2 separate regions of the Sus scrofa genome follow, and region 1 is linked to region 2. A link is a contact called in public Hi-C data. All regions are on one chromosome and are shown on one strand. Each heading gives the region's core, a stretch centred on a gene start, on an enhancer-like site or on the middle of the called end of the contact. The rest is flanking DNA. Distances are from core to core; before and after follow the strand shown.

The links. A called contact is a pair of places that touch in the nucleus more often than the background predicts.
Region 1: a contact with region 2 is called in a Hi-C map of skeletal muscle, with 5 times the contacts expected there. The contact joins two enhancer-like sites. A contact is called at or near these places in 9 of 47 Hi-C or Micro-C datasets (alveolar macrophages, brain, embryonic fibroblasts and 4 more) and 2 of 2 datasets of contacts at active chromatin or transcription factors (alveolar macrophages and skeletal muscle).

What each region holds. Positions count from the first base shown.
Region 1 is chr4:72,588,888-72,592,075 of Sscrofa11.1, reverse strand. CHD7 (chromodomain-helicase-DNA-binding protein 7) reads left to right here. Exons shown (of 37, transcript XM_021089334.1): 24 at 1,624-1,713; 25 at 2,184-2,287. Among named protein-coding and RNA genes, the nearest start is that of CHD7, 160 kb to the left of the region's middle. Within about 2 kb of position 1,460, at least 10 of the 83 cell types and tissues checked have an H3K27ac peak or open chromatin away from gene starts, as enhancers often do.
Region 2 is chr4:72,439,000-72,442,184 of Sscrofa11.1, reverse strand. No RefSeq gene overlaps it. Among named protein-coding and RNA genes, the nearest start is that of CLVS1, 180 kb to the right of the region's middle. Within about 2 kb of position 1,469, at least 9 of the 83 cell types and tissues checked have an H3K27ac peak or open chromatin away from gene starts, as enhancers often do.

The sequences.
Region 1 (3,188 bases), core at 211-2,710, 150 kb before region 2:
GTTGGGATCATTGCTGCTGCTGCACCGAGGTTTGGTGAAAAAAAGCTAATCCAGTTAAAAGTGCAGGGTGTACCCCTTCCGAACAGCCTCTACAAGGGGATCCTGGTCTGCAAGTTCTTATTTTTCTTTTGCCAGGTCTGTGTGGCCCAGCCAACTTTTAATCCTATCTGCCCCTCCCCCCACCCCAAAGAAAAGCAAAAAGCTTAAAAAATAAAAACAAGTTGTCCAAAAAAATTCCTTGCTTGGAGCACATTCGGATATTTACAGCCTTACCCTTTGCCCGCCTAGGACCCAGGGTAGCCAGGAGCAACCCCGTGGTGGAGAGGAAGGCAGGTCAGGGTGTGTCTAGTCACATAGCATCAGGAGTGGGCTTTCATGGTGAAGCCGCCCTTAGTTGTCATTTTGATATTTTCAAGGACAAGTGTCACATCCCTATAGATAGTAGGAAGTGGTAGAGTCAGAAGGCCTAATTCCCAGTGGTCCATGCTCAAGATGACTGCGGCCTCGGACATGTCACTTGTCTTCTGTTAGTGCCAGTTTTCACATTTGCGAAGTGAAAATTGCAACTTGCCCCACTTTGTTAGAGTGTTACTGTGACGATCAGATGGCTAGTCCGTGTCCGTACGTGCGATGCTCTGGTTGTAAGGTGTTGTCTTAGTCTGTGGTGGGTTATCCAGCTAGGGAATTAGCGGCTGGTGTCAGCTACTCTGACCAAGGAGGTCATCTCCAGACATCAGGCCTGGCTGTGCACCAGGGACCGTCCAGCAGGAGGTGCTAGACTTGGAGTAGCCAGGCCTTTGGGATTTGCCAGGAAGGCTTTATTGGAAAGAACTATGTTTGGACCATTGGGGAAATCCAAGTGAGATTGCAACCCTGGTTCCTAGAATTCTATGAGTCTTTCAAAGCAGGTTCCTTGAAGATGACTAAGAACTTCAGCGAATTGGACACATTTTCTCTCCTTTGTGATGTTTTATTGGTATTTGTTAAGCTATGACTTCGGCTTCCAGGTGATAGAGGCCAGAGGGGATAAGAATGTCTCCTGTCCCTCCGGGCAGAGCGGGATCCGCCCTCGCCACCATCTTCCTCTCTCGGAAGCAAAGTTGTGTAATCCGAAAAACCTGACTTTCCATATTGAGGGTTTATTGTAAGGTAGTAAAACCAGATTTTATATCTCGTTTATTCCGACAACTTCTGATGTGCTTCCAAAAATGGTATTAAGGCAGCAGCTGAGGAAATTTTATGAGATAATGAAGCAGAACAGTTACTGAAAGCCATCTGCTCAGTTGTTTACAAACTTGCTTCAATACTTCAGAGGCAGCGGTGGGGTACGTGTCTGAACTTCACAAGCCGCACGAGGTAGAGCTAAATGGAGTGCGCCGGGCCGGCCGGGCTTGGGCCCTCTCCGTGCAGGGGAGCGGTTGCCAGGCAGGCCTGCTGGAAGCCAGCAGAAAGCACCACACAGAGGTGATTATGTGCCACCATCTGTCACGCTTCAAGCCTACCATACAGCATGGCTAATCAGCCTTGGCAGGATGATGGATGAACAGCAGCAGCTGCCAAAAGCCACTGTTGGCAAACAGTCCCGAAGTTAAGAACTTTCCCCCCACCCGTCTTCCTCTCCAGGGTCCTGCTGCGTGTCCGCATGCTCTACTACCTGAGACAGGAAGTGATAGGGGACCAGGCCGAGAAGATCCTGGATGGTGCTGACTCGAGGTGGGTGCGAGCCCACGTCTCTCGGTCCAAGACAGCGGCGATGGCCCGGGGTGTGGGTGGGACCGCATCACAGACCGCCTTTCCCACCCCTGTCACCCAGCAGCAGCGCATCTCCCTTCTTGCGTCTCGAACGAACGCAGTGTTTGTCCTCCCAGCCCCGGGGACGTGAAGAGAATCAGGAGAAGCCTGTTTGTATGTGTGTGTGTGGACGTACAGGGAGGCGGGAACCGAGTTAAGGGTGCTCTGAGATGACCTTTATGACAGGACGCTGGGTGATGAAGTTCATGTCTATCCTGCTAGAAGGCGGCTGACTCCTGCCCTTTCTTTTAACCTTTGCTTGTTCCCCACGCGCGCGCGAGCCCTGCTCAGGTGCTGCTGGTGAGCAAGGGGCGTGTGTTGTATTCATCAGGCAGCAGCCTTTTTGATGCTGGTATTTGTCCTAAATATGACACCCACGGTTGTCCTTACAGTGAAGCCGACGTGTGGATACCTGAGCCCTTCCACGCAGAAGTCCCCACAGACTGGTGGGATAAGGAAGCTGACAAGTCGCTCCTGATTGGAGTGTTCAAACACGGTAAGGGGTGTCTCTGCTGGACCCCAGCTTGACCGTGGGGCTTTGTCTCTGTTTTAGAGCCTTTTGCACACTCTTTCCAAAGTCATAATATTCATGAGGCTAGTTCCAAAGGACTCTTGGCGTCTACCATTTTCCTGTACTAAAAAATCTAATATGAACTGTAAATATCAGATGCTGTTTTTGAATGTTTGTTGAGTATTTGAGAAGAAAACATTTCTTTCTTGGCTGTAAATAAAACCCAAACCATATTTGTTTTAAAACCAGCCCAGTTCGTCCTATAGCTCTCCCTAAACTTTGCTTCCAACCCGGCTCCCCTTGCGAGCTCTGCCAGCCCGTGTCAAAGTGGACGGTGGGCTTAACCTCTGCTATTAATCTGTACAAGTGCCTCCTGGGCTTTGTTCCAAGCAATATTTCACAAATGTCAGTGCGGAGAACTCGGGCTCCCCGGAGTGGGATGCAGCCTTGTTAACTTTGAAAGGCTGGGGAAGCAGAACTGGCATGATCTATACAGTGAACGATTCCTGATTATAATCCCAGGTCTCTGGAGGTCGCCGAGGTATTCTCAGCAGCCCAGCCTGACTAAAGGGGAGAATGATGGCTTATAAAACCTTTCATGATTACAGTTTGGCTTGCGGCTCTACAGCAGTTAGGAGCGGTGTGTTGTCGTACACATCCTAATTGAATTGTGCTGTTCTGCTTATGTACTGCAGCCGTGTTTTGTGAGCTCAGCCTAAAAATCATTTTCCCGCAGTGCACTGTTGGGATCTGCCATTTTCCATCTAGTCAACTTGGGCAGTCAAAAAGCAAATTGCAGTTTGAAAACCATAGAGGGAACAGTGTCATCTTCCTGACATGCATCATCCTAAACCTAATAAGACAGGTTCGCTGGCCTTCCGCAGAC
Region 2 (3,185 bases), core at 220-2,719:
TGTCCTCTACAGTTTGTTTGCTTCCTGCTTTCCTTCCAAGTGTTATTTGTTATCTACCTATTCAGGTATGGTGTGGGCACCTCTTCATATGCACACCCATACACACTGAACGTTAGTGGGTTTTTGTCTAGTTTAGAAATTACTGCTTTTTCTACACAGTCTCATGACATCTGAACTACCCCAGGGTTCCTATTAATGATTTCGAGACAAGACTTTCAGGTAATTAGGGAGCTTGTATTTTCCAAGAAAGCCTCATCTCTGCAGATCTCTAGTTCCAAAGAATTGTGGGTTATTGGGGTAGAAACGTCAGTGGACAGCCTTCACTTGTGGGGGCTGATAGGATTTAGGGGTCACTGATGCCACACTGTAACAGTAAAGTCACATAAATGTGCCCCTTACCTGCTTTTGCACATTTTAAAGAATTAATAAGCATGGTTGTGTCTATAAAGAAACATCAGCCTGCATGATCGTGGGTTTTGTTTTTTTTTTTTTCATTAGATGCCCTAATATACTTGCACTATTTATATTTTTAATGGTGTGACAGTACACGGAGGCTTAATGGCCAAGGATAGAGAGTGGTCAAAATGGAATAAATAAATACATTTGAATTTTTAAAAATCTGCGTTAGTGGTGTCTGACTTCCTCTATTCATGTTATCGCTACTCTTGTTGCTTTTTGGTTTTTGTTTTGCTTCTTGACTGTTGTTGTTTTCCACCAAAGCTGTCATTTATCGTGAGAACAAGAGCAGCCATGTGTTGATTTTTCTGGATTCTTTTTGGACACTATCCCAGTGCTAATGAAGGCCCTTCCAAAGTGCTAAAGAGTTGGTGCCAAAATCAGTTATGCTGAAAACAATAGAGGAGAGGGGTACGCAGACAGCGTGTGCACCCCCATACACGTAGACACACCCGGGGATATTTGCACGGATCCGGGTACATGTGCACGCAGACACACCTGCTCGGTTGTGCAAACACAGCACATGTGTGGCGGAGGTGGCCGGGGGGAAGCTGCAGGCGGCCTTTTTATAAAAGGACTTTTTGCATCTGCTTACAGAAAATTTCTGTGGATCAAACGTTGAGCGGAATTTCTAAGTTTTGCGGTGTCCTCATCTGTCAATTCTGAAGCTCTGAGAGCTGTATATTCACCAACTTTAAAAAAACGTAGATGAGAATGTAAATACTGTTAGAGATCTTACTTGTTCTATGAAGAGAGGAGGATTCTGCTTCGAGAAGCGCCTGGAGTGCGCTTAGCTTAGGCTCAGCGCTGTGTATCGATATTAAGGTCTTTAACATTGGCCTTGCAGGACTTGCAAGGGGGTGTATGGCTTGAAAAGAGGGGAAATTTTGTCTCTGATTCCCCCCTATAGATTCTTCTTGCCTTTCTCCCGATATGTAATTATCCTCTCCTCAATTGTTTACAGGGGTTGGAGATGGGGACAGATTTCTCTGGCGACCATGCGACCGAGCAGTCACCCTAAAGGAGCATTTAGAAGCTATGAAACCTAAATGCCCTGCCATGCGTCATTACACCGCACAGTTATTCAAATTTAGTAAATTAAATTAAATAATCTCAAATAACTTGATTTCGGGGCTTTAAAAATTCATCTCTATGGTGCCCAGTAGTCAATTTCCTTTATTAGTATTGTTCATCAAGTAGAATTTATGTTTTTTATGAATCAAAATCCTCTCCTGCCTCGCCGGCCCGAGCAGCTTGCGGCTCGGAGGCTCGGTGCGCCATCTACCGGCTGATTCGCGCACGGCCGCGGCTCCGGACCTTCAGGAGCCGCGCCGCTGTGGTGGCATCGCGCTTGTCCCAGTAAAAAATCCCAGGCAGGCCTGAGCTCTCAGCTCTTATGCTAACTGCTCCCTCGGGCTTTGCCATTGTGGGTCAACTTGAAGTCACCGGGACAACCCAGGGAGGTTGGCTGTCGAGGCTGGAGGGGTGTTTTGGGTTCCCGCTGCAACACCAGCCCTGTTTGGTCTGGTTGCTGTTCTGCTGCTCCCATTCTTCTTGATTAAAGGCCAGATGATCTAATCAAACTGCTGTTTACCGGGCATATCTGGGAAGCCACTCCTTCATTACCAGAAGCCAGTCTCTGCTTTTGCACGATACTGTTTAAAACGGACATTGATGCTCAGAGACCGTGGCTGCAGACGCCAAGAGCAGGATTTCCCAGATAAAGACAATGCTGAATCTTGCTGTGTGTTATGTTTTTAAAAGTCCTGTATTTCCAGGGAAATTTTTCAACCCTTCTGAAACAGGGTTGACTCCTTGTGTGGTCAGGGCAACTGCAAACCATCCATTGTTTCAGAATCAGGTTTAAGCTATGGTCACTGTAGTGACTGTTCAGCAAATAAACCACCATCAGGGGATGATTCTGTGTCTTTTAAGAGGGAAAACCTTTGGGAGCTCCCGTCGTGGCTCAGTGGTTAACCAACCCAATTAGCATCCATGAGGACATGGGTTCAATCCCTGACCTCACTCAGTGGGTTAAGGATCTGGTGTTGCTGTGAGCTGTACTGTATGTCGCAGATGTGGCTCGGATCCATCCTTGCTGTGGCTGTGGCCTAGGCTGGCACCTGCAGCTCTGATTTGACCCCTAGCCTGGCAACTTCCATATGCTGAGGGTGTGGCCCTAAAAAGCAAAAAAAAAAAAAAAAAAAAAAAAAAAAAAAGAGGGAAACCCTTAAAGCCGCCTTAAAATATTCCCTATGTGAGTAAAGAATCTGAGAGAGAATGGCTGTGGGTATAGGTAGGACTGACTCACTTTGCTGTACAGCAGAAATGATCACAACCTTGTAAATCAACTTGACTTCAATAAACGTTAAAAAAATATTCCTTACTTCAAACCTCTCTGGCACCTTTGCTTAATCTCTGTCGTGTTACTCAAGTTCACAACCATGCCACTTACATGCTTTCACACATTTTTAAGAACATAATAATCCAAGCATCCCAGCCAGGGTCCCAAGCAGAGGCCCAGAGTGGATATCCATGCGCCTTCCTACTTGTCAGCTGCCTTCTCTCCCAGTCAGATGGCTCAGTGCAGCAACAGATGGTGTTTTGGGCTTTTTGCTGAGTTTGGGATGGTCTATTTTGTGCTTTCTCGGGAAGATTTTCACTGTTATTAATAACTTCCAATGACCCACCTCCGAAAAGTTAAGCTCCCTTCACCAAGCCCCATGGTT